Regions from separate parts of the Sus scrofa genome. Here regions 1 and 2 are each linked to region 3. The links are chromatin contacts, called in public Hi-C maps. All regions are on one chromosome and are shown on one strand. Each heading gives the region's core, a stretch centred on a gene start, on an enhancer-like site or on the middle of the called end of the contact. The rest is flanking DNA. Distances are from core to core; before and after follow the strand shown.

What was found. A called contact is a pair of places that touch in the nucleus more often than the background predicts.
Region 1: a Hi-C map of liver shows a contact between it and region 3, with 4 times the contacts expected there. The contact joins two enhancer-like sites. A contact is called at or near these places in 1 of 5 promoter capture datasets (liver), 4 of 47 Hi-C or Micro-C datasets (embryonic fibroblasts and liver) and 1 of 2 datasets of contacts at active chromatin or transcription factors (alveolar macrophages).
Region 2: a contact with region 3 is called in a Hi-C map of omental adipose tissue, with 2.1 times the contacts expected there. The contact joins two enhancer-like sites. A contact is called at or near these places in 1 of 47 Hi-C or Micro-C datasets (omental adipose tissue) and 2 of 2 datasets of contacts at active chromatin or transcription factors (alveolar macrophages and skeletal muscle).

Annotation. Positions count from the first base shown.
Region 1 is chr12:43,137,696-43,141,845 of Sscrofa11.1, forward strand. LOC110256058 (a long non-coding RNA gene) reads left to right here. Exons shown (of 3, transcript XR_002337266.1): 2 at 1,139-2,187; 3 at 2,426-3,971. Among named protein-coding and RNA genes, the nearest start is that of COPRS, 49 kb to the left of the region's middle. Within about 2 kb of position 1,501, at least 4 of the 83 cell types and tissues checked have an H3K27ac peak or open chromatin away from gene starts, as enhancers often do. A contact at or near this core is called in liver, where this site is marked.
Region 2 is chr12:43,178,680-43,183,124 of Sscrofa11.1, forward strand. No RefSeq gene overlaps it. Among named protein-coding and RNA genes, the nearest start is that of COPRS, 90 kb to the left of the region's middle. Within about 2 kb of position 2,647, at least 17 of the 83 cell types and tissues checked have an H3K27ac peak or open chromatin away from gene starts, as enhancers often do. A contact at or near this core is called in omental adipose tissue and skeletal muscle, where this site is marked.
Region 3 is chr12:43,329,000-43,333,623 of Sscrofa11.1, forward strand. No RefSeq gene overlaps it. Among named protein-coding and RNA genes, the nearest start is that of MIR193A, 5.7 kb to the right of the region's middle. Within about 2 kb of position 1,727, at least 44 of the 83 cell types and tissues checked have an H3K27ac peak or open chromatin away from gene starts, as enhancers often do. A contact at or near this core is called in liver, omental adipose tissue and skeletal muscle, where this site is marked.

The DNA.
Region 1 (4,150 bases), core at 251-2,750, 190 kb before region 3:
TAGGTCATTTTATTACCTTTTTACCTGTGGGGGACTCAGCCAAACAAACTTGTTTGGGTGCTACAGCTAGTTATGGGAATCTGGATCTGTTCCTGGTGATTGGAAGTGTGGGCTTTGGAATCAGACAGGCTAGGTTGATATCCCTGCCCCCTCTCTTGCTAGACGGCAGTCTTGGCCAGGTGTTTGACCTGTCCGATCTTCAGGGCTTTTTTTTTTTTTTTTCCCCCTTTTTACAGCCATACCTGCAGCATATGAAAGTTCCCAGGCTAGGGGTTGAATCTGAGCTGCAGCTGCCAGCCTATGCCACAGCCACAGCAACACCAGGTCTGAGCTGCAACTGCAGCCTGCACTGCAGCTGGTGGCAATGCCGGATCCTTAACCCACTGAGTGAGGCTAGGGATTGAACCTGCATCCTCATAGATAATAGTCAGGTTCTTAACCCACTGAGCCACAAAGGGAACTCCTCCAGTCTGCAGTTTTAATTATAACTGTCTGAACTCTGTCCTACTTTGGGACGGACTCCAGCTGGGTGGCAGTAGGGGATCAGGAGAGCAGGGTAAGTAGCGGGCTGCTGCAGCTGCCCAGCCCCAAATGGGGGCATGAACTTCTACCCTTTTTCAGCCTGGAGTTTCCTCCAGGCAGTGAGGCCAGGGAGGAACACGTGAGGCCACTGGGATGAGCACACACACAACTGACAAATCACACAGACTTTGATCAACCTCAGGGGCAGAAGCAACAGGTATGGGCTAGACCGGCACCCTCCCTTCAGTGTGTAGTTCAAGTTAATCCTTTATCGGGCACGATTCAGATCCTATCTCCCTGGACCTCAACTTAGGGCACAAACGGCTCTCCAACTCCTCCCAGACTTTGCTTAAAGGTGGAGCCAGCTGGACTCTAGGTGGCCGGACCTGGGATGACTGTTTGCTTTGTACATGGCTTTCCTTAATATAACATCAGAGCATAGAGTGGGGGCATGTTGCCAGGGCTACTGGATTTGGGGCATATGCTGCTTTAGCCTGACACCATTTGCTTACACGTCTCCTATGTTCCAGACTCTTCTGGCCCCTTGCTTTTGGGGTCCCCCCCAATCTAAACATGCTGACATTTCTCTCTCCTTCTTTTCTCTGTTTCTGCACAGGTGCTTCTGGATCTTTGCCCTGAATTCACTGACTTCATTGTCTGTTTCTGCTGACTGCTTCTGATACCCTCTTCCTCCTCCGGTATAAATGACTCCCTCTGAGCCACAGTCACCCGACACTCGTCTCACAGGTTATTGCAAGGAGTAATCGAGATAACATGTGTAAGCAGCAGGTATATTGTAAATACTTCTACAAATCAGCTATAATTATGTAAACAACTATCATCCTGTGTGGGGTAAGCTCTGATAGCAGAAAGTACAAAGTACACTAAAAAATGCTCAGGAAACTGAGAAATGATAAAACAGTGACTGGTTACAATGACTGTGTGTGTGGGAGTCCAGGGTCCCCGCCTGATACCTTTAGTTACTTATTCAGTAAACATTTATGGAGATCAGTGGTGGCCACTTGCCATAGTCACAGCTGCCCAGTGGCTTTATTTGTTTTAAGTTGTTAACTAAAATCTTTTGCTGTGCTCAGTTCAGCTCTATTTTTTTTGTCATTATTATTTTATTGTTGATAAGTTATTATTGACTTATTTTTTTTAGCTGCCCCGTGGCATATGGCATTCGCCTTGCTGGGCTGGGTATTGAATCTGTGTTGCAGCACTTCAGAGACCCCTAGATCCTGCTGTGTCACAGCGGGGGACATCTGTCTTTATTTTTAATTGAAGTATAGTTGATTTGCAATGCTGTGTTAGTTTCAGGTGTACAGCAGAGTGATTCAGTTATATAAATAAATAAATACATACATATATTCTTTTTCAGATTCTTTGCCATGACAGGTCATTACAAGCTATGGGGTATAGTTCCCCGTGCTACACAGTGGGCGCTTGTTGGTTATCTGTTTTACAAATAGTAGTGTGTATCTGTTAATCCCAATTTATCTCTCCCCGGGCTACATCGGGTCCTTAACCTACTGAGCCACAGCGGGAACTCCTGTGATTATTGAGGCCCTTCTCTGTGCCACGATCATTCTGGAGACAAAAGGATGAATAAGAGGTCTGGCCAGTAGCTATGGAGAGAGGTCACTTTCTCATCGAACATCTATGGTACTGTCACTTGAGCTTCATCTTGCTGGTCTCTGAGTATTTTTGGTGACCCTCTGGGGGCGGGGAGGGGGGCTGATTCTATGTTCAGCCGTTCTGTCCTGGTTGTCCCTTGCCACCCTGGCCATCCTGCGCAGGACACGGGTCGGTGGGCATGTCACAGAGCCTCGTCATTTTCTGCCCAGCTTTGGTCCTGTGCACCTGCAGGGTCACGGAGGAGATGAGTGTCTTCTCCTTTTAGGTGGACACAGGCAGCCCTAGTCTTGATTTGATGTTGCGGGATGACCTCTTCCCAGGATGACCGATGGCAGGAACGTCTACTCCTGGCAGGGGAACCCCTCCAGTCCTTCCTTGGTATGTTTCTGCCCGGAGAGCCCAGCGTGGCTTTACCTCCAACCCCAAAGAGCCAGTCCCAGTCCCGACCCTCAGTCTTAAATAGCATCCCGAGCAGGACGTTAACACAGTCCTGCCCAGGGCAGGGTCATTTTTACAGTCTCTTCTCCAGCTCTCGGTGAAGACCAGGTCTCAGTTTCTCATCTTCTGCGAGTGTGGCCTGCATGAGACCATCCATAATCCTAAGCTTAAAAAATGGTTTTCTGGCACAGGAAAGTCCACATCCGTGCCTGGCGCAAGAGACTTTTCTCTCCTCGTTGGCAGGGTACCACTCTGCTACCCGGAGAACCTTTTCCTGCATCTCACAGACTTGCTTGGTTCCCACGAGCCCTGGCTGTCTCCCCATCTCCATAGCTACAGGAGTGTTTGCTTTCTGTCTTCACAGCTATGAGACACACGGAGTGGATTTGTCCTCAAATAAAAGGCAATCTTCTCTAGGAGTAATTCAACTCTGGTAAAAATAGAGACCTGCTTTCATCTCCCTCCTACTCTCAGCTTTGGCCTTTCCTGTTGAAATCTCAAGATCTTGGGACTCTTAGCCCGCATTTAATCTCAGAGTTCCCTGTATTTTCCCTCTGTTATGGGCCGAGTTGGTTTCTCCAAGATTCCTATGTTAACGTCCCAATTTCCAATACCTCAGCATGTGTCTATATTTGGAGACCGAAGTTCTTTAAAGAGGTAAGTTAAAATGAGGTCATATGTCCTTAAAAGGAGAGGTGATCAGAACACAGACACACACACAGGGAAGAGCGTGTGAAGACACAGGGAGAAGATGGCCATTCACAAGCCAAGGAGGGAGGCTTCAGAAGGAACCAGCCCTGCCCACACCTTGATCTTGGACTTCCAGGCTCCAGCATCGTGAGACAACAAATTTCTGTTGTGTGAGCCACCCAGTGTGCGGTGCTTTGGGATGGCAGCCTCAGCTGACTAGCGCACCCTCCCCCGTGGCAGTCTTTGCAAGAAGCTGTTCTTCTTTTAATACAGGGCACTCACTCCTCTCCACGGGGGTCAAGGGGACGGGTTTGGAGCGTCTAGAAGGGAACACAGCATGTCTGTACCCACTCTCTGTGTGCAAGGGCATCTTTACCAAGCGTGTAGTTTCAGGAGGGGCGCAGAGGTGAGGTTAGAAGTGGATGCCATGCTGATCGGCCATAAAAATTGCTTCCCCTCTGGCCATGGAGGAGGCAGGGAGGTTCAACTCTTTTACGTCTGCAAGGTAGGCCGCCAAACCAGACACTTTGAAGCTACCCCATCCAACAAGGGAGCCGCCAGCTACATGTGGCTGTTGGGCACTTGAAATGCAGTTTGTCTAAAGTCAACAAATGGCAAATGCTGGAGAGGGTGGGGAGAAAGGGGAACCCTCCTGCACTGTTGCTGGGAGTGTAAATTGGTACAAACACTATGGAAAACAGTATGGAGGTACCTCAGGAAACTAAATACAGAATTTATGATCCAGGAACCCCACTCCTGGGCATATATCTGGACAAAGCTTTCCTTGAAAAAGACACATGCACCCCTATGTTCATTGCAGTGCTATTCACAATAGCCAAGACATGGAAGCAACCTAAATGTC
Region 2 (4,445 bases), core at 1,397-3,896, 150 kb before region 3:
CCTCAGTGGAGCCTGGAGCCCGAAGCCCGAGTCATAGTGGAAAGGTCTAGAATGCAGGCTCTGTGGTGACTGAGCCTGGCTCTCGCTCCTGGGAGCCCCAAGTGGTGCTGGGGACTCACAAATGCAGCCTCAGATGGGGTGCCGTGAACGGCTCTCCCAGCCCCTTCTCTGCAGTTTCTTCATTTCCATGGAAAGATTTCAACCACGGGCTTCTTGGGGCTTGGTTTTCCTCTCCCTGGAGCCGATTTTCCTCCAATTATTACGGGAATGAAAACCATTGTAGAAAATGAGCAAAGCAAAGGGGAAACCCCCCCCAAAGCACCCATGGCCCACAGCGGCTGCCACCCGTTCATCTCCAACCGCTGCTTGCTAGTCCTCCACCAGCTGTACCTATGGTTGCTGCGTCCGAGTTCCATCATCTACATCATGCTTTTGGTGCAGAGAGATTTTAATGAACCTCTGGAATATTTACGTGCATATATTCTTAGAAGTGGAATTCTTAGGAGAGGATTCTTCTTGGAAAGTAGAATGACTGCAGTTAAGGTTTTTAAGAATCTTCCACCACATGTGACGCTTCGTTTTTGCATTTTAAAAAGGCAAGCTTCATTTTCCAGAAGGGCGACTGTTGGGCAAAACAAGAAAAGGTTATACGTTGTGTGGTTTGTGATTTTTCACAAGGGTGAACCATCGTGTGGACCAATCACAACCTGAAGGGTGATGATGCCGCTGGTATTTCACCAGCACATCTGTACCTGCTGTGTTTGTAGCTCTTGACGCCTGGCCTGATAGACACGTATATACACCATACACACACACGGCAGTTAAGTAGAATCTGCTTGTATTCGTACTATTTTGTAAAAATTAGTGGAATAGAGTTGACCTAGAAAGTTGTGTTAGTTTCAGGTGTATAGCGAAGTAAATCAGCTAAACATGGATGCGTTCCTTCTCCCATGTGAGTTACTACCCAGTATTGAGTAGGTTACGCTGTGCTCTACAGGAGGTCCTTGTTACCCATCTATTTTATAAGTACTAGTGGGTATATGTCAATCCCAACCCCTTAATTTATCCCTCCTGCCCCACATTTCTCCTTTGGTAACCATGAATTCGGTTTGAAAACCTTTTTTTTTTTTTTGGCCTTTTAGGGCTGCACCTTTGGCATATGGAAGTTTCCAGGCTAGGCGTCAAATTGGAGCTGCAGCTGCTGGCCTACACCACAGCTCATGGCAACGCTGGATCCCTAACCCACCGAGCAAGGCCAGGGATCAAACCCATATCCTCATGGATACCAGTCAGATTCGTTTCTGCTCAGCCACGTTGGAAACTCCTGGTTTGAAAATCTTTGCGTCTGTCTCTGTAAGTTGCTTATATTTAGAATGTCAAATAGTAGGTAGAATCATAGGAAACTACATTTTCTTAGATCAAAAACAGTTCTATATTAGCAGTTTCTTTTTTGTCTTTTTAGGGCTGCACCCGCGGCATATGAAGGTTCCCAGGGTAGGGGTCCAATCGGAGCTGTAGCTGCCGGCCGACACCACAGCCACAGCAATGCAGGATCTGAGCCACTTCTGCAACCTACACCACAGCTCACGGCAACGCCGGATCCTTAACCCACTGAGCGGGGCCAGGGATTGAATCTGGGTCCTCATGGATACTAGTCAGATTCGTTTCTGCTGTGCCAGCGGAAACTCCCATATCAGCATTTCAAATATTTCAACATAATATTGAATCCTCTCACTTCTTAATCTAAACTTATTTCTTCTTAGTCTCTGCAAGCATCTCCCTACCATATACCCAAGCACTCACAGATTGAAATACTATTTTATTACATTCCTTTTATGTTGCTCTTAAATTGCAAGTAGAGCATTCATTCTTTTCAGTTTGTGTGTAAATGGGTCCTTTTTATCACTGAGTTTCATGTAAGAAAGGCAAAGAGGGCATTAAAAAAATGTTTATGAAGGAGTTCCTGTTGTGCCTCAGCAGGTTAAGAACCCGACACCATGTCAGTGGGGATGTGGGTTTGATCCCTGGATTTGCTTAATGGGTAAAGGATCCGGCGTTGCCCCAAGCTGTGGCTTAAGCCCAGGCACAGCTCAGATCCAGTATCGCTGTGGCTGTGGTGTACGCCGGCAGCTGCAGCTCCCACTCAATCCCTGATACACCCCCTGCTGTAGATGTGGCCCCAAAAAAGACAAAAAAGGGAGGGGACGAGAAACCAACATTGAGAGGCCGTTGACCCTGTGCCCGTGGTAAGAGACAGCGTTTCCTCAGCTGCACAGCAACTCCAGGAGGCTGTCGTGTTAGCCATGGTTTGCAGCCAAGGAAATCGAGGCATAGACGAGTCAGGGTTTTTACCCAAAGACATTCAAATTCTTGCTCTGGTAAAGAGCAGAGCAAGAATTTGAAGTAAGTTCTTTGGAATTCTAAGGCAGAGCTGCCAGATAAAATCCAAGATGTTCAGATCAGTTTGCGTTTCAGATAAACAGCGACTCTTGATGGTACAGCCTAAGTATATGCCCCAGACGTGGCCTGGGACATCCTTATATTAAAATGGGACTTGTTTCTCTAGCTTCTGAAATCAGCTGGTTGTCCTGCACCCTCGTCGTCCAGTTGGACAGCCTCGCTCTTTCCCTCCTCTGCCGCTTCCCTTGCTTTTCTTACTCACGACGTTGCTCCCTAGATGTTTATTCCAAAAATGTCTCTCGGGCCCCAGTGTGAGTCACCGGAGAAGCAGCAAGAAGTAACAGAGAGCCTTTCACGGGGGTTGTGAGGCCCCGGGGCTTGGCCCCGATCGTGGGAAAGACGCACCTTCTGGAACAGTTTTCTCATCTGTGGGTTGGAAAGTTGAACACGATCTCAAGGGTCAGAGAATATTTTCGGGGCTCTGAGCATGTGCCAGGCACTGTTCCGGGCTCTTGGGCTACCTCAGCGGACAAAGCCCACCAAGGTCCCTGTCCTGGGAGGGCTAACATTTTTAATGCGGGAGGGACAGACAATAAAGGAGGAGTGATGACGCCAAATGCCATTGGCTCAGGTAGCACTGGTCAGGCCCTGTGCTGGGGACTTGACAAGCATGGTGTCCCTGCATGGCCATTCCATAAAGCATCCATGGCTTGGTAGCAGGGGTGGGTTCAGGTTTTCTGGGGCTTCAAGAAAAATGTGTAATTTGACTAGACCCTGCTCAGGATTCTAGAAAGAGCCTGTGCAGAGGAGGCTGTGCCGTTGAAGCTTCAGCCGCGTCCCTGTAAATATGGCTCTGGGCTCAGCTGGTGACTGTTGAATGAACAAACAACTGTGTAAGGTAGCTTTCCCACTTAGGACTGTGGGTACTGAGGGTTGGAAAGGGGCAAGGACTTACCCACGTTCCTAGAGCCAATAAGTGGCAGTGCTGAAGGTGCTGTGGTTCATTCAGTAGGGAGCGAAAGGGGCCGTAGGAAGCGCCTGTGCTTTGGATCAAGAAAGGCCTCGATTTAAATTTGACTCTTGTGTGGACATGCTGGGTAACGCCGGCCAAGTGTCTCAACCTCTCTGTGCCTTTGTGTCCTCATTGGTAAAATGGAGAAAGCACTCCTTCTGTTCCTGGAGGGTAGCTGGAGATGATAAATGAATGCTCATTTAGGGGAAGGATCATTCCGTGCTCCTAGCCCCCCACCCCACCAACCCTGCCATCCCCCAGAGAAGGCCTGAGGCTGTTCCAGGGCTCCCGGGAGTGCTCCTGGCTGCCTTGGGACTTTGGGATCCACACGAAGGACCGAGGGGATGGAACTGGCACAGACAGGCCAGAAGCACGTTTTTGAAATGACTCATCTTTCGCCTCCTTCCTGGAGGGTTCAGCCTGATGGGCTTCTTTCCAGGAGCCCCCGTTGGTGTGGGCAGGACGGGAAGCACAGGAAAGGCCAGAGGTTCCTGCCAATGCTGGCTGTGTCCAACCCGGACATTTAGAGAAAAACCCAGGACAAATAGCCATTAACACTTTCTCAGAGTCTCACATGGGAGGGGAACTGGAGGAGCGAGGAAACGGGAAGTACCATTGGGGAGCCCCCTACCATGTGCCAGCGTCTTATGTACCTTGCATAACACTTACCAAAATAGGTAATATATATGTGTGTGTGTATATAAAAACATACTTTTCTGTGTGTACTGTGCTCAGCATATTATCTATATTGTTTAAGTCTTACAACAGCCCATTGAGGTAATAACTACCCCCATTTTTTGGAGGAGGAAAACTGAGGCACGGGGAAGTTAAAAGTAGCTTATTCTCGTTCACGCACCTTAAAAATGGTGGGGAAACAGGATCTAAACCCTGGTAGTTTGGCACCACAGTCCACACAGGGTGGCCCTTCTAAAGCAAGTCCACACCTGGGTTGGAGTCCCTGTCCACCACTATCTGGTTTGGTGACGCTGCACGAGGCACTCTCTGAACCTCAGTTTAATAACAGTTCCTACCC
Region 3 (4,624 bases), core at 477-2,976:
GTAAGGGGTGTGGGCTTGCACCACAAACGGTTACAAAGTGCAAACGCTCGGTCACTCCTCGGTCTTGGTGGAGGGTCCCCATCCCTGCAGTCTGCCCCCTGCCCCCCGCCGCCCTAGGCTGCCTGGCACAGAAAGCCCGCACAAGGCACACAGAAAATACAACTGAATGAACGCAGAGCAACAGGACTTTTTCCTCCAAAGAACAGCTACCACCATTAATGCTGAAAACAATCTACTAGAGTAGCATTTAAACCCAATCTTCATCTGCCAGCTCCACTGTCAGGAACAGAAATGAGCCAACATAAATGCGTAATTTTTCCAACTCCATTCACTCACAACAAGGAAAAGAAAACCTTTCTGGTCACTGTTGCTGCCTAATGGGCAGGCCCATTAGGTGTCCTGGGGTGGGCGGCGGGGAGCCGGTGAGCAGGTGGCAGCCCCAACTGAACTCCCGTGATCTTTTTCCCCTGGAATACTTCCTGGGGACCTCCCCGTGGCCAAAGTTTCACTGGAAATCTAAAATTATTTATCTCACCACAAATTCCTAACAGCTAATTAGAAAAATGTACGAACAGATAATCTGGTTTCAGATGTTCTAATTATACTCCTTCAGAGATTTAAAAAAAAAAAAAAGAGGCAAAAATCCCCAATTTTATATTATATAATATCTATATATAATGTAATAGCACTTTTTCCAAAAAGTATAAAATACCTAGAAAGTCTAAAGTATAAGATTGGGGTGGGACATACACACCTCAAATCTTGAAAGCAGGGACACAAAAATACATTTTTTTTAATGCTTTTTAGGGCTACTCCCACAGCATACAGCAGTTCCCAGGCTAGGGGTTGAATCGGAGCGATAGCTGCCAGCCTACACCACAGCTCACAGCAACACCCTATCCTTAACCCACTGAGCCAGGCCAGGGATCGAACTGCATCCTCTTGGATCCTAGACGGGTTCATTAACTGCTGAGCCACAAAGAGAACTCCCACAAAAAGAATATTTTCATATGCATTATCCATCAACAGACAAACCAGTTCTTCTCCATTAAAGGATGTTATCTTCAGTTATTTCAGCAGTAACTCCCATTAGATGTCCTGGTATTAAGCGGATTTTCCCCCTTTTCAACGCCACGTGGTTTTGGCATTCTGAAATGTCCCGCCCTCTCCATTTCTTAATCCCATGAATGACTCCCAGAAATTTCCTCTCGGCCGGAGATTTCTAAACCACGAATTGGGAAAGAGGTTCTGGGCACCACTGGTGCTCTCTACCTAACCCTGGCACTGGGTAGATTTCTAGGAGGGATTTGACTCCGCGATTGGGAAACACTCTTAGCCCGCCTGACCCGCGATCTGGGGTAAGGAGGTAAGAGGGGAGGGGGCAGGGGCCCGGCAGGTGAGAGTGCCCTCCGGATGCCAAATGCCCCCGGGAAGGTGGCGGCCAGGCGCTGTGGGCGGGGCCAGGCACCGTGGGCGGGGCCAGGCGAACCCTTCCAACAAACTGAAAACCGCCTGGACCTCAGGACTATATTTAGTCAGGGCTGCGGGCCCTAACAGGGAGGGGCCTGGGGGAGGCGAGGACTGCCACCTGCAAACACCAGCCTGCAGCCCTGCCACCGCGGTGGGGACGTGCTGGGCCACCAGACTCCTGGTGGAGAGGACACAAGCATCCTCCTGGCGCTGCCTCCAGCCCTCTGCCGGGCACGTGCCACCCATCTGACTGCCAGATATCGTAAAGGACAAGGGAGGGACCACGCTGGGCACGCAGGGCTGTGGTCTGACACCAAGCGGAGGAGTTAGTTTCACTTTCTGGTGTTTTTTTTTTTTTTTTTTTTTTTCCTGCCCTGGGTCGCTTCTCACCCTGAAGGAAGAAAGCGTCCTTGAAATGCCTAAAGAGAAAATCCTCAAAAATGTTCCTTGTCGTTGTCCTTTTTTTTTTTTTTCCCCCTCTGAGGACAACGCTTTCCTCTAAAGACAGGCTAACAGCCTTTGGTGAAAACCCCAAGTACGTAACTTTGGTCCCTGGGGCTGCTTAGTCCTAATATGATTACACATCTAAATGCAATAAACGGGGCAAAGTGGTATGATTTTTCTGGGAAAAACCAACATCATAAAAGGGTCTTTATTGAATCAAGGGCCCGTGAACTGTTCTCTTCCCTAATTACGGCTCCCAAGTGAACCGCGCTGGGTTTCCAGGCAGGACTCCTCACAGCTCCCAAGCCCAAAGGGCGATGGGCTATTTGTCACGACTTGTCTAATTACAACGAAAGCCACCCAAAGGACCAAAGGAGGATGCCAAGGATGGCCGCGGCCCCCTCCCCCACTCGGGCTCTGGAAACAGGGGGAGCTGGATCTCAGGCCTACTTCTATTTTAAGGAGTCCCCCCCCCCATCCCCACCCCTTACCTACAGAGTCAGGATCCTGGGCCCCGCCCCTTTCCGCCGTCAATGCTTAAGAGGGATCCCGACACTGCCCGTCTCTATCCCCAGCTCTACAGAAAAGGCCCATTGTCCAACTGCCCTATTTTGCCAGATGTTTTTAACATTCAGCGATTGGGCCAAGGTTAGCATGCACCCAGACCTGAGCGACAATAAATGTCTGCCATCACCAGACGCGGGAGGGGGAGAGGGACAGAGACTCAGGCCAGGGAAGGGAAAACCCTCCACACTAACCAGCTAGGGGCGAGTGGTCTGGCCAGGCAAACTGGAGACCAGTATTTTGCTTATATACAAGTCCTGGTTCCAAGTATCTGTTTAACCGTCTTCTTAGTTCTAAGAGCAGAGACACTTTTTTTGGGGGGGGTGTAGCGTCTGCAGCAGAGAGAAGTTTCCGAGCCAGGGATTGAACCTGCGCCACAGCAGTAACAATGCTAGATCCTTACCTAGGCCACCAGGGAACTCCTTAAGACACATTTGTAAAAAAACTTTTTCCACCCATGTTCTTAAGCTCACAGCTGCAAGCTCCATAGAAAAGGATCCAAGAGAACATTATCTTGACTCTGGTACTAATAGGTGATCAAACGAACACCCCCCCTCCCCGCCACCAAAGTCAGTGACTTCACCCTCCCCCCCCAACCTCTCTCCAGGGGGTGTATCAGGCATATTTCCCTAAAGAAAGAGGAACACTAAACCCGCCCCATATACAGCAAGGACTTGCTTTTCTTTTCATGTTTTCTCCCCACAAATCGAGGCAGCAAGGCTTGCCAAGTTCAGGGCCGGCTTCATTGGGGTTACTTGGCTGGCCCCACAGGCCCTGGGGTGAGCCACGCTGTTACTTAAGAGCAGCTACCACGCACAGCCTCACCCCACCACCATGTGCCCAGTGTGTCACACGGGCATTCTCGTGGATCCCTGTGGCATACCATAGGGAGGGCACAGATCATCACAGATGGGGAAAGCTTGTCGCCCAACAAGTCCCCAGGAGAGCCTGCAAAGCGAACACCCTTTCTCCAATGCCTGCCTTCAGCCTCCTGGAAAACCAGATACCATCGGCAAATAAGCCACAATGCAACTGACGTGTCTTCAGAAGGGGAGGAGTACCTTACAGTGGACACGGGAAAAAAAAGAAAATGCAAGAGCAGAATTTAAGCCTCAGTCACCCAGGGGAAGCCAGCATTTTCCCTTGAACCCCACACCCCAGGGCAGAAATCCAGCGTTTCTTGAGAATGAACCACAATATCTTCTCGGATTGATTCAAATGTCCCAGCTGCATATCCCTGAATCCTTCCCCCACCCCTCCCGCCCTGTGCCCTCTTCTGTGCCTCGGGGCTCAGACTCTTCCAAGGATGCTAAGGCTACAAGGGGCATGCACTGCAGTTGGTCCAGCCCCCCACTTGGTGGAGAAGGGGACTCTCAGACCCACAGTGGCAGAGCTGGGGTTAAAATCAGGCCAGGGCTCTTTCCATAGAACACCTCCTTCCCCAGCCCTCCTGGGCAGCAAACACAAGGGGTCTGGCTACGGGGCAATTGCAAAATTCCCCAAACTGTGCCAGAGGGAGGAGGGTGGGGGTGCTGCAGTGGGTGAGAAGTCACCTGCTCTGCATCCCTGGAAACCCTGCCCACTGCCCAGGGCTCTAAAGCACCGAAGAGATTAAGATCCATCACAAGCTCCCGTGTTGAAATTCAAAATGAAAACGTCACCAAGCCATAAAAAAGTATAAGGAAGTCCAACGAAATTCTGATTTTTATTTCCCATCATGATCACTCTGCAGCACTTTTTGGAATATCAAAACATTTCCTTCCTTCTCCTCCAGCCCTTGGATTCTGTACCCTGCTTGACCGGCCCCTCTAGAGTGTGTCTGGCTGGCCCACTGGGTTTCCTGGGGCCCTTTCGTGAAACAGTCTTGGGACCTCTCGGGCTGCATGCTTGGCAGAGCAGAGGTGTGAGGTGGCCCCATCTGGGCAGCCAGGGTTCCTTTAAGGACCCATCCACGTCCTGTTCTACAGCTCACACTTGCTGCCTCCGACCTGGGGAGGCCCTGCTGCACCCAGAAGGCTGGGTTTCCTGCTACGGCAGCACCAAAGGCAGCTGTGAGATCTGGGGGGAGCCCTTCCCCATGGAGCTGCAGCCTCAGCCACAAGAAGACCCACAATCCCCATCTTCTGCTCTCAGAGCCGCGGTACAA